Linked DNA regions of Urocitellus parryii: region 2 is linked to region 1. A link is a contact called in public Hi-C data. All regions are on one chromosome and are shown on one strand. The core of a region is the stretch at or near the end of the contact, and the rest is flanking DNA. Distances in the headings are between cores, read along the strand shown. Region 1 holds the start of Mok (MOK protein kinase). Region 2 holds the start of Dync1h1 (dynein cytoplasmic 1 heavy chain 1).

The links. A called contact is a pair of places that touch in the nucleus more often than the background predicts.
Region 2: a contact with region 1 is called in a Hi-C map of muscle, with 4 times the contacts expected there. The contact joins the promoter of Dync1h1 here to the promoter of Mok in region 1. A contact is called at or near these places in 2 of 2 Hi-C or Micro-C datasets (liver and muscle).

The regions. Positions count from the first base shown.
Region 1 is chr6:3,831,431-3,838,296 of mUroPar1.hap1, forward strand. It overlaps Mok (MOK protein kinase), which reads left to right and starts at 3,844. Exons shown (of 12, transcript XM_026413783.2): 1 at 3,844-4,013. The coding sequence starts at 4,007.
Region 2 is chr6:4,092,155-4,098,893 of mUroPar1.hap1, forward strand. It overlaps Dync1h1 (dynein cytoplasmic 1 heavy chain 1), which reads right to left and starts at 1,653. Exons shown (of 78, transcript XM_026413775.2): 1 at 1,215-1,653. The coding sequence starts at 1,470. It overlaps LOC113200379 (a long non-coding RNA gene), which reads left to right and starts at 1,833. Exons shown (of 5, transcript XR_013343735.1): 1 at 1,833-2,127; 2 at 3,146-3,579; 3 at 5,712-5,803; 4 at 6,188-6,461; 5 at 6,630-6,739.

The DNA.
Region 1 (6,866 bases), core at 2,594-5,093:
TCTTTTTAAAATTTTTTATACATTTATTTTTTTAAGAGCGAGAGAATTTTTTAATATTTATTTTTTAATTTTCAGTGGATACAACATCTTTATTTATTTTTTTTAATGTGGTGCTGAGGATTGAACCCAGCAACCTGCACATGCCAGGCGAGCGCACTACCACTTGAGCCACATCCGCAGCCCTATATCTTTATTTTATTTATTTATTTTTATGTGGTGCTGAGGATCACTGAAACTTCGGACGGAGTCCTGCACATCTGAACACAATTTTTCTTCTACCCTCACACTTGGCCAATAACTAGAGAACTCTAGAACAGAGATCCCTCAGCAAGCAGAAAGCCACACTTTATCTTCTATGTCCAGTCCAATGAGATGTCCCAATTGGGACTTCCAGTGCTGGAACCCGGGTTTTTAGATATATCTAGGTTTTCTCTTTCAACACTGTTTAGAACTTCTCACTATCCCCTATGCTCTGAAATGTCATAAGTGCACCGTTCCTGTGTCCTAGGTGACTAGAGTAGTGCTGGGCCATAATAGGTGCTCAGTAAATACTGGTGAAAAAAATCAAACTCCACATTCTGGCCATTCCTCAGGCCTTTCTGCTCAGAAATGTTCCCATCCACTCTAGAAACACTTTGGTGAAGAATGTTTCTGATGGAGATTTCATAATCTCCTTCATCTGAATTTTTTCTTTTTCTGGGATGCTATTCTTCAGAGGTCAGACATGAGTTGATGCTTTGATTTTCCTCACTCTTCCATCAGCCAGGCCTCTTTTGTTTATCTCCTAAACAATTCCCGTGAACTACCTAAACTACCTTCCTACTTTCTTTCTACACTTTTTTTGTGTTGACTATGGATCCAGGGGCACATAGATGGAGACAATAGAACTTCCAATCATAAAGTTGAATTCTGAGGGAAAAAATTGAAAGGAAAACAAAAATAAATCCAGAAACAAAAATGCTTCATTATACAATATGTACATGTCAAACTGTTAGATCATACAAAAGAAAAATAGAGAAACAGAAGGATTTTTCAGATGTTGCTTCTAATTTGCTTCAACAAATCGGTTGATTCCAGAAACCAGGTGACCTTAAAAATTTCTTTCCTTAAGGTGGGATATTCTCCTCCCTCTTACTGCTTTTCAGTGGCTTCCAATTACTACTCCTATTATTATTATTATTTTGGTACTGGGGTATTTAACCACTGAGCCACAACTCCAGCCCTTTTTGGGTGGGGGGTACCAGGGATTGAACTCAGGGGCACTTGACACTGAGCCATATTTTATATAGAGACAGGGTCTCACTGAGTTGCTTAGCGCCTCACTATTGCCGAGGCAGGTTTTGAACTTGAGATCCTCCTGTCTCAGCCTCCGGAGCTGCTGGGATTAAAGGCGTGTGCCACCATGCCTGGCTCCATTCCTTTTAAATTTTTATTTTTGAGACAGAATCTCACTAAGTTGTTGAGACTGTCACCTAAATTGATCAGACTAGGACTTCTGATCTTCTTGCCTTAGCTTCCCAAGTCTCTGGGATTACAGGTGTGGGTCACTGCATCCAGCTGTCCTTTGACATTTTTCTAGTGTCAAAAGATGGGCTGGGGATGTGGCTCAAGCGGTAGCGCGCTCGCCTGGCATGCGTGCGGCCCGGGTTCGATCCTCAGCACCACATACCAACAAAGATGTTGTGTCCGCCGAGAACTAAGAAAATAAATATTAAAAAAAAAAAAAAGTTATATAAAAAAAAAAGATAAATTCACAACATACTTAGTTTTAGGTTGAATTGGATTTTGTTCCAGATTCAAGAATTGGGGCAGCCTCCATTCTTCAGAACAGAATGAGAGCTCCCACTATGCAAAAACAGAACCATGGGTTTTATAAGGTGGTAACAGAACAATAGAAAGAAAGCTGATGGGTTAGTGTCAAGTTGTATTATTTTGGCAGGAGTGAAAGCAAAGCTGACTTGGGTAGACTGGATCTCCTGTTTTGGGGAAAAACTAGTGTGTTTTGGGATCTATTTGCTTAAATTTTCAGTTTGATGGTGGCATTTAGCATGAGTGACTCCATTTTGGTTTGGTCTGGTTTGTTGTGGGCTAGTGTGGAAGTTCCTCCCAAAATGATGGCCTCCCATAGTGTGTGTGTATATATATATATATATATATATATATATATATATATATATATATATTATACCTTTATTTTGTTTACTTTTATGTGGTGCTGGGGATCGAACCCAGTGCCTCACCCATGCTAGGTAAGTGCTCTACCATTGAGCCAAAACTCAGCCCCTGCAATAGTTTTTTAACACTACTAATTTTTTTTTAAACCATAAAAAAATTTAAGCCAGGTTTCGTAGCACATGCCTTTAATCTGAGCTACTTGGGAAGTTGAGGAGAGGATCCCAATTTCAAGGCAATAAATTAAAAAGGACTGGAGGTGTAGCTCAGTGGTAGAGGGCCTCTAGGTTCAATGCACAGTACCACACCCACACCCACACCCACACAGGATATTTTAAGATTTTTGTATTATATGTTTCAAATCAGTTTTTCCGAATGTTGTCTTAATCTTTTAGATAATAGCCTGTGTCCACACTAGAGTGGAGAAGAGGGAATTTGTGTATAGACTTTTCTATATGTTGGTAGAATATTGCTGGTGAGTGATTTTCTACATTTAAATTGTGAATGCCGGGCTGGGGATGTGGCTCAAGCGGTAGCGTGCTCGCCTGGCATGCGTGCGGCCCAGGTTCGATCCTCAGCACCACATACCAACAAAGATGTTGTGTCCGCCGAGAACTAAAAAATAAATATTAAAAAAAATTGTGAATGCCTTTTAACCTATTAACTCCTATCAAAACAATCACACGAATGTTTAAAGATATGTACAAGGATACTTTCTGGTCTTGTTTGTAATTGTGAAAAATAAAGCATTTTTAGGAAAAATTATATCATGTAATATAATACACCTGTTAAAAAGCATAGATTAGGGGCTGGGGCTGAGCGGTAGCACACTTGCCTGGCATGTGTGAGGCACTGGATTAGATTCTCAGTACCACATATAAATAAATAAATATATATCAACAATTTTAAAAAATTTTTAAAAAAGCATAGGATAGCTCTCTATGTGCCAATATTGAAAGGTGACTAGCCAGTCACATGCCATATGACTGTAATTCCAGTAACTCTGGAGACTCAAGAAGAAGGATCACAGGTTTCAGGCCAGCCTCTGCAACTTGGCAAGACCCTGTCTCAAAATGAAAAAATTAAAATTAGAAAAAGTCTGGGGATGTAATGGTAAAGCGCCCCTAGGTTCAATCCTCAGAACCCAAAACAAACTCAGAGTGACTATAATATATTAAATGAAAAAAAGAAAACTATAGAAGAATATATATGATTTATCTATAGCTTTCAATTATGGGAAAATTTGTCCAAATACATAATCAGAAATTCCAAGAGAGAGTGAGAGAGGAGAGAGAGAGAGAGAGAGAGAGAGAGAGAGAGAGAAACAAGAAAAAAGAAAAACGTACAAATTCATTGGGTAATCGCTGGTACCAGACCGGTAGATGCTCAACTTCGGGATGAGGTGGCAAAGAAGAGGTGTCATTTAACGTCAGAGTTTTCGAGCTAGTAGAAGTTGCAGGATCTCTTCCGCGTTTCAGGCTCGGAATTGCTGAGTGACAGCCGGGAGACTCCAGCCCGCGAGGGTTTAAATTTGAAGCGGCGGCGGCGGTCGCTAAGTAACCACGCAGAGGAGGCGGGCCGCATTGCGCATGCGTATGTTGGCAGGCTTCTGCGCACGCGCGGCTCCACCTCGGGGGCGGTCAGGGCCGACGGTTGCCAGGGTGACGAGGATACAATATGGCGGCTGTATCCTAACGCTCTTGGGCAAGGGGCCACCGCGGAGGTCCCAGCACAGGATCCCGCCTCAGGGAGAGGAGGGCAGGTCCCGGCCTTCCTGCCCTTGTCTTTTCCGCGCAGGGTCGGCCAGGGGTTGTCGCCGACTCTCGCGCGCAGGATGAAGAGTGAGTGAGCCGGGAGGGCCGGGCCGGGCCGTTCTGGGGGCTGGGCGGGCGAGTGCCGCTCTGCCCCGGCGCCGGGCGGTGCAGGCCGGAGGTGCGGGAGCCGGGTTTTCAGAGCCGCGCCGGGCGAGGTTCCGTTTCTGAACGTTCCGGGTGGCCGTGGGCGCTCGCAGCCGGCGCCCTGCCAGGGTGAAGTGCTCGGCGTGCAGTCGCCGGACCTGGGCGTGCGTTTCATTTTTGGGGTCGAGCAGTAGTGTTTCTATAGCAGCTGGGTTCACAGGAACTTAGAAGCATCCTTTTAGTGACATTAGAAACGGTTACTTAGAAGTTGGGAAGTGGGCCTCATCCTAGAAAAGGGGTAAAAGAAAGTTTGCCCGCGTTGGGTTTGTGGATCGTGGCCGATCTGCGGCCAGCAGCGCGGCTCGCTGTCGTGTTCAGCATCACTCTTCAGGTATTGTCGTTTATGGCTGTCAGCCAGAGGCGCTTACAAGTTCAGCCTCCTTTGGTGTTTCAAGTTGGAACTATGCTGGTTATATTAAACCTGCATTGTATCCTAATTGTTTTTTGTGAATGCTGTAAATTGCACGATATATTAAAACATATCCGTCTTTGCCTCATACACTCTTCACGCTGCACTCCAAGAAGTGACTTCTCTTTTCAGTTTCCTAAATATGTGCGCATGTATGTGTGTGTGTGTGTGTGTGTGTGTGTGTGTGTAAATATGTATCTATCCCTCTCAAAGTTAGCTGGTGTGGTGGAGCACACCTCTAATCCCAGCAACCCTGGAGGCTGAAGCTGGAGGATCTAAAGTTCAAGACCAGTCTCTGCAAATTCTGGAAGCCCTAAGCAACTTAGGCTCTGTCTAAAAAGAAAAAAATAAAATAAAAAGAACTGAGGGTGTGGTTCAGTGGCTAAGCACCCTGGTTTCAATTGCTGACACCAAAATATAAATAAATAAAAAAATAAAATAAAGAAAAAAACCCCTAATGTTAGTAACTACATATAGGCATATGTATATATGAGTATATAAAGTACATATGTATGGGCTGGGGTTGTGGCTCAGTGTTAGAGCACTCACCTAGCATGTGTGAGGCCCTGGGCACCACATAAAGATAAATAAGTAAAGGTATTGTGTCCATCTACAACTAAAAAATATTTTTAAAAGTATATATAATTTGCATTTTGTGTTTTATGCCCTAAAGAGGCTTAACCACTTAGCTAAATCTCCAGCCCTTTTTTAAATTTTTGAATTTTGGGATAGGGTCTTGTATTGCAGACGCTGTCCTGGAACTCCCAATCCTCCTGCCTAAGCCTCCAGAGTAGTTGGGATTACCTATGTGTGCCCCCACCCTGGCTCATCTCAGATGGTCATTTTGGTAGCTTTCAGTTACTTGGTTTAGTGATAACATCTTTTCCCTTTCTTTATTCTATCTTAAAATCCAGTCCGAGAGTTCATGCAGCCTCTCATCTCTGGTTTAAGACCTGATCATGAATTAAATGTTTTACAAGTAGTTAACAGTGGAGAGAACATTTCAGAACAGAAAATCACAGAGACGGAATCATAGAAGCAGAATGAACAGGAAAAGTGAGTAATGGTGCAAGTTGGACCCATAGCATGGGGTCAGAATACACCTGGGCATGCTAGATTATCATGTTGGTCTTTAATTTTTGGATTTTCCAGGTATTCTTTCTTATTGTTTTCTAGGCAGTGCTCGCTCACATGTGTAGGGATGCTTTGATCAGTCTGTAGTGTATTGCTGTCCTTCTCCTTTTTGTTTTGGATCATTTGTGTAGCAGGGAGCAACCAGTTAATGCTGTGTAATTGCTGAAGCTGAGCAGACATGATGGCAGCTTGGGGCCAGTCTCTGACCTTTCTTTATCATCCTGGTTTTCTTTTCTAGGTATGTATCACTAAGCAAATCACCCCAACTTAGGGACTTAACAACACACTTTTCTTATGGTTCTGTGGGTTGCCTCCACTCAACTAGGCAGCTCTCACTGGGAGTCTCATGAATTTGTAGTCATGATAGATGGTGGTTGGAGTTGAAGTCATCTTGAAAGTCTCATTCACTTGTCTGGCAGATGATGCTGGTGGTTCTCTGGGACCACAGCCTGGGCTGTCAGAACCCTACATGAGGTCTCTCCTTGTGGCTTGGGCTTCCTCACATCATGGCAGTTGAGTTCTGGGTGTATATCCCAAGAGTAGGAAGTGGAAGTGGGCAGCTGCCTGAATGGTGACCCACACCTGTAGTGAGGCTGAGGCAGGAAGATACTTGAGCTCACAAGTTTGCAACCAGTCTGGTCAACATACTGAGACCCACCTCAAAAAAAAAAAAGTTTATCCTTATGTAATAAGTCTGTGTGTGTTAGTACTCTAAAAATTAAAGTATCATTTTTTTCCTGTTTGAACATTAGTGTGTGTGTGTGTGTGTGTGTTGCTAGAGATTAAATCCAGAGGTGCTCTACCACTGAGCTATACCCGCATCCTTTTTATTTTTTTAATTTTGAGACAGGATCTCACTAAGTTGCCCAGGCTGGCCTCAAACTTGTGATCCTCCCACCTGAGGTTCCAGAGTTGCTGGCATTACAGGTATGCACCACCATTGTACCCAGCTCCTGTTTGAACTTTTTAATAGATTAGTTGAGCACACCTACAGAAATAGGAAAAAAATTACATGTTCTATAGTAATGGTTTTGCTGCAATATTACAGAGAGATTTAAAAAAATTATCTGTTGGGGCTGGAATTGTGGCTCAGTGATAGAGTGCTTGCCTAGCATGTTTGAAGCACTGGATTCAAGCCTCAGCACCGCATAAAAATAAATAAATAAAAGGTATTGTGTCCATCTACAAACTAA
Region 2 (6,739 bases), core at 403-2,902, 260 kb after region 1:
TGGGTGTGCTTTTTGAGAAGACTGCAGGAATATGCAAACTTTTTGCCTCCTCTCCCAATCTCTTTCTTTTAACCTGTAAAATCAGACTTAAATATTACAGGCTTATCATTAGAATCATGTAAGCACTGCACAAATTGTAGGCATAATTAGTGAAGCGATGGACTGGAAACTGATATGATGAGTCCAGGCTAAGGACAAGAATTAGGTGCTGACCTTGGGCCAGTCATGTAACTGGAGATTCGGTTTTCTCACGCGTAAATGGAGAGATATACCCATTCAGCACCCAGTGAGCATCCGCCCTCCAGCAGAGATGCTCTGCAGGCACTCTGCTGGTACTGTCATCCTGTGAGCCTCGGCCTCTGGGTCCTGCAGGGGAGGCCTCTCTTGCCTAGGCTACCTCTGACCCACCACGACCTCCTTCCTCAACCACAATCCAGCTGCCACGGCTCCCAGGTTTGCTCCTGGGTCTGCTCCCTCCCGAAGCCGCCTAGGCCTGGTCGCGAATCGAAACTGAAAAGCTCATGTGACGTTGGAGGCAGGGATGCGGCCTCCGCTCGCACTCGGCCCAGGGAGACGCTGTCTCCACCCAACTCGGCCATCTTGAGAGGCCCGAGCACACAAAGCGACCCCATTGTTTGGATGATGGCAAGACAGAGGCACCCTGATCCCTTCCCTTAACCAGGATGCGGGCACCCCGCGGGGCTCCAGCCCGGGCAAGGAGTGAAGCAGCGCCGGCCTCTGCGGGGCGTCTGGGGCGTGGGGGGCTCGTGCCTCGGGGGAGGGGGGCGTCTGGGGCATGGGGGACTCCTCCCATCCCCAGTGGTGTCCGGAATATGGGAGGCTCCTCCCTCCCGGGGGCATCTGGGGCGTGGAGGGCTCCTCCATCCCCTGTGGTGTCCGGAAGGTGGGGGGCTCCTCCCATCCCGCCGGGCATCTGGGGAATGGGGGGCTCGTCCCTCCCGGGGGCGTTTGGAGCTCCTCACATCCCCAGAGGTGTCTGGAATGTGGGGGGCTCCCATCCCAAGGGGCATCTGAGGAGTGGGGGGCTCGTCCCTCCAGGGAGTAGTCTGGAGCGTGGGGGACTCCTCCCATCCCCAGTGGTGTCCGGAATGTGGGGGGTTCGTCCCATCCTGAGTGGTGTCAGCGGGCGTGGGGGCTTGTCCCTCCCGCGGGCCGCCCCTGCCCTACGCTGGGCCCTGGCGCCGGCCCCGCACCTTTGAGGGTGGAGCGCTCCACCAAGACCGTGTGGACCTGCGGGTCCGACAAGAACTTGCGCATCTGCTCCAGGGCACTCTTCTCCTCCAGCGCCGCCTCGAGCGCGGCGGGCGCCTCGCCGCCATCCTCCAGCAGCAGCGGCACCAGCTTGCGCAGGTGCTTCTGCAGCACCGAAACGTCGGCCACGTTCTGCACGGCCGACACCTCCAGGCCGGCCGAGCCGTCCTCGCCACCGCCGCCCCCGGGCTCCGACATGGCGCCGCGCTCGGACCCGCAAGCAGCACTGAGAAGGTGTCCGCGACCCGGCGAGAGACAGGAGCGAACGAGAGAGAGAGAGAGAGAGAGAGAGAGAGAGAGAGAGAAACGGGCGCCGGAAGTCGCACCGTCCGCTAGCCCACGGCCGACTGGGGTGAGCGGCGCCGGCTCCGCCCTTTAGGCAGCCGCCGCCCGCCGGCCCCGCCCCACCCGCCGGCCGCAGCCGCCGCAGCCACCGGCGCCCGCTCGCGGCTGGCGTCACGACGCCGCAGATGCGCTGGGTGCCTGGCGTCGCCGCCGCGCGGCCTTCTGGAACTTGTAGTCCCGGCGCTGGGCGGGGCCCGAGTCTCCTCACTGTCAGCCCTGCTGATGCGGACCTGGCTTGGCCTCCGGGGTGAAAGCGGCGTGCTACCGAACCGCGTCTGCCTTGTTCACTGCGGTGGACCGTGGACGCAGCGAATCGCACACATCCCGAGAACGCCACAAATAGCTAACGAATGATGTGTGGATGAGAACCCAGATTTAACAGGCGCTCAGCTTGTGCCGGGCTTTGTTCTAAGCTCCTAGCGAGTGAAGAAATGAGTGCACATTAAGTGCCGCAATGTAGGCCTGGTCCAGGTCGCCCTACATATGCTTACGTACCTTATGTATACGGAGGTACATGAGAGTTTTTTCAGAGGGGGAGGGATGGGGGGCCGTGCCGGTGGTCGCACTGCTTGGTAGAAGGGGACATTCCAGTGGAGTAACGGGCCTCTACCAGGACGGAGAGGCCTGAAGGCTGTGGCTGGGGCATTTACTGCAGGGCAGTGTGAAATTAAGCCAGGAATGACACGTGGATACAGACTCTGAAGGGACCTGGGTCCCAAAGACCAAATCAGGCCTCCCCCCAGGCAAGGATGCTGCGAGGACCGAGAGGGGTGCCGCCTATATGAGGATATGTGCTTATAGTAGTGATTGCCCCCCCCCCCCAGCAGCCCTGAACTGGCACTGCCCTTCCGTGGGCTTCAGCATTTGGGACAGTAGAAGCAAGGGCTGGGATGCTTGCTGGCTAAGGTTCCCCTTGTTCTGTCCCACCCCAACCTCCCCTACACCAAGACCACGTAAGGGCCAGAATCCAGGCGCCCCTCATTTGTGGTTTAGAGATGGCAGTTCCTTCTAAGGAGGTAGTAATTGGCCTTAGAAAGTTCAAACCCATAACTTGCTTTTTCAGTTGAACAGAGGGAAGGAAGCCAAAGGCATTTTTTATATCAAAGTACAGAGTCAGAGAGCTGAATCCTGATTGGTGAACTGATGATGGTATGATTCTATTGTCCCAAATCATCTTTGGAAAACTGCATAACCTACAATATGCTTATTCCTTGCACAATTATCTGGTGCCAGGCCCCAGAGACTGCTGGAACACAGAGGCTAATCAGATGGTTCTTATCTTTAAGGAGTTTATGAAATAAATAACAGATTGGTTTCCCATCGTCCTGCCCTTCATCAACCCACCCTTGTATGATATGCCCACACAGTTCTAAATATCTTTTAGGAGGAAAAAATAGAACAACAGCAACAAGTTTGTGTTATGGTCATAATAGTAATGAATGACAACAACACACGACCAATAGCTGATACTGAGTGCTCATTCCATGCTAGGCACTGTGCTAAGAGTTTCCTTCTATATGTCCTTTAGGGCTAGGAACTGGAATGAAGAGGCAGGTCACCATCTGAGACACAGAAATCCGCAGAGACCTGGAAGATAAAGAGACTGCATATTGGCTGCACCGTGAGTCAGCACCAGCATGGGAGACACTCAGGCAGCCAAGGGACTCAAACATCTGCAACCTGGCTCCGAGCCAAGGAGACAGATAACGGGCTCCAAATTCCCAGTCCTGCACGATGGGCTCAAAACTAAAATCATTTATTATTTCTAAGAGGATGAAAATCAGAAAAAACTGAGTAATCCATCTACAAGGATTTATAAATGAACCGAATGTCCTTGCTATGTTTGTTGTATTTAATATGTAAAAAGAAGAAGGTCAGTTGTGATTAGGGGCTTTCTACACAGAGTGCTGACATTCCATGTGCATTATGCCAGAGGCTGGCCAGACTGCACCGGTGCTGAGGGTGAGAGGAAGCTCTCATGGGGCCCTTTCTGCCTCCTGCCATAGGCCTGATCACACCCTGAGCTGATCCAAGGTGGGGGATCTACCCACCTGCTTCTCCCATGCATTTCTGTGTTTTAATATCTCTGCTTTCGCCTGTCAATGGTAGAACCTACTCTCAGTTGTCAGGAAGTGCTGGAGAGAGGTCTTTCTAAGTCAGTGTAGGATGACAGTAGCTGCTTGTATTTATCAGAAATTGGTGATGTGTGGTCTGCACAGATGAAAGCATACCCACATCCTACCTCTCTTTAAAATATTATGTGGGTACCACGCATGGTGGCACAGGCCTGTAATCCCTGACTTGGGAGGCTGAGGGAGGATTGCAAGATCACTCAGCAATTTAATGAAGCCCTAAGCAGCTAAGCAAGACCCTGTCTCAAAATAAAATTTAAAAAGGACTGGAGATGTGGCTCAGTGGTAAAGTACCCCTGCATTCAATCCCTAGTACCAATAATAATAATAATAATAATAACAACAACAACAATGGCTTCTCAAGTTCTGGCTGGTGGCAGCCTCATCCCCATTCTTGCCTCACCTAACCTGTGGACAGCCCAGAACCCTTTGGTGGAACTCCCCTGAACCACATCTTCAGGCTCCTTGATGGAAATCTCCTCCTCTCCCTCATAATTCCACATTGAACCCTCATTCATTCCATGGGCTAATTCAACCCCAGTTCTGGGAGCAGAGAGAGGTCCTCTAAGCTCAGAATTATCAGCACCAGCTGGGTGTGGCCCAGAGTGGGCACTGGTTACTGGGTGTGAAACCAGCATCTTACCCCAGGACCCCAGGAATGAGTGCTGGTGGTGGAAGCAACAGAGTACTTATGGGTTTGACATTCCTTGCCACTTCAAGGCAGGCCACAGCCTTTGACCAGGGCACAGCTAGAGGACTAAGCTAGAGCTCCACAGGGTTACAGAACGCTTCTGATGAAGCTTCTTTCCAGGAACCACCCCCTTTTCTATCTGGGCTATTTGTCAAGTAAGCCTTGGGGTAACCCGCAGGGTATGGGGTGAGGAGAGGGTGCTCACCTGCAGGATCAGAACGGGTCGCTGGCGCCCTCTGGTGGTGCACAGGAGGATTGGAGGGCCCTCTTGCTTGGGAGGAGGCCTGGCTTCCCAACCTGCTATGTGGGTGGAGGTTCCAGACTCACCTTCTCAAGGGTGTCTGGGTCACTTGTCCAGGATGGCAGAGTGAGTAAGGACAGTGACCAAAGGGGACTGCCAGCTTGTGTTTCTACCCACATCCCAAGTGAGAAGTTACTGCTAAAGCTTTTCTCTAACTGGGCAGGCAGCTGATGGGGTCTCCTGACTACTGGATTAAGTGTGACTCTGCTAGCCCTCTGAAGTCCCTGGTGCTACTCTGGTCCCTCCCAGGGGCATCCAGTGCTTTTTCTTATCAAAAACTGTGTCCCTAGCCAAGACCTCTGCTCCAGACTGGTCAGGACCCCATCCCCTCTCAGGATGCTCTCCCTCCCTCACAGCTCCCACCCTGCACTGACACATCCCTTCTTTAAAAGAGAAGGGAAACCCTGCCATATCCACACCATCTCTTTGTTGTCCTTTCCACAAACTCCTCAGAAATAAGTGTACACTCCTACTGCCTCTCGCTCCACCTTGGATGTGCTGTCCAGTCTTCTCCCTCCACCCAGACATTCCCAGCAAGTGCTCTGGCCCATGTCAGCCAGCCTCCACCTGGGCAGGCCCAGCGTCCGAGACTGAGAGTCCTCTTCTTGCTCGACGTGCTGTCGGCCCTGACACAGTGGGCCCTCGCTCCCTCTCTGCATCCCTCCTTCACTTATTTCAGCAGCCGCCCTCTCCGATTCCTTCTAGTCTCTTTGCTGGAGCTCCCCCCACCCCTCAGAAGGTTGGAGTGGCCCAAGGCTTGGTCCTCATCTGCTTTGCCTTCTGCCAACCATCCTTGGCTGGGCTGTCCCCAGCGGCAGATGTCAACAAGCTGCACCCCCCTATTCCAACCTAGCAGACTGTTCTATGTGGTTAGCTGGAGTGTTCTAGAAAATGCCGGTTGGGTCATGTTGGTTGGAGGTGTGGTTCAAATCTGTGTTCTTATTGATTTTCTGTGTACTCATTCTGTCAGTTATTAAGAGAGGCGTGCTAAAGTCTGGTTGAAGCTGTGGATTTCTCTCTCCTTGTAGTGCAATCAGTTTTTGCTGTTTGGAAGCCCTGGTGGTAGGTACATACACATACGGCATGCCTGTGTCCCTTCCTGAATCTACACCTTTTTTATTTGAAATGTCTCTGTTTCTCGTAATATTGTTTGCTCTAAAATCTACTGTCTGATTTTAACACAGCCACTCTAAGTCTCTCTTGTTTGGTGTTAGTGTGGTATCGCTTCTTCCATTATTTCCTGTTAACCTCTCTGTGACTTTTTATTTAAAGTAGGTTTCTGGGTGGCAGCATATTGTTAGTTTTTGTTTTAAAAAAATCTGATGATTTCTGCCTTTGGGGGTTGATTATGGATATGGGTGGTGTTTAAGCCTACCATCTTGCTATTTGATTTCTATTTGTCCCATCTATTCTCTGTCCAGAATTGAACTCTGATCCCTCTCACAGCCCTTCCTCCTCCAGAGCTCCCCTGGCAGGACACACTGCCCCTGTCCACCCTGATGCTCAGGCCAAAGCCCCTGTCCACCCTTGATGCCTCGCCTTCCTCCACGTGCCCATCTGGTGCACCAGCGAACTCTCGGCTCTCCCAAGTACCTCTGAAATCCTGCCTCTCCTACCTGCCCTGCTGCCTCATGAGCTCCAAACCCCACCTGCCCCCCAGGACTGCTGCCTGAGCTGCCTGCAGGCTGTTCTCCACAGCAGAGGGACTGGTCTTCATAAGGTAAGTCAAAGTCATCTCTTCTATGTCCAAATGCTCCTGTGGCTTCTCCTCTCACCTGGGGAAAACCACCCAGGAGCCTGCTCACCTCTGCGTTGTTCCTGGGTCACACCAGCCATGCCTTAGCCTAATGTTTTTCCTCTTTCTCTTTCTGGAATGTTTTTCTTCCAGGATCTTCGGTGGCTCACTCCTCCCACCTCAACCCACGCTCAGGCCTCTGCTGAAGTCCTCCTGAGGGAGAGGAGGCCTGTTTGAACACCTTCTCCAAAATAGCACCCCCA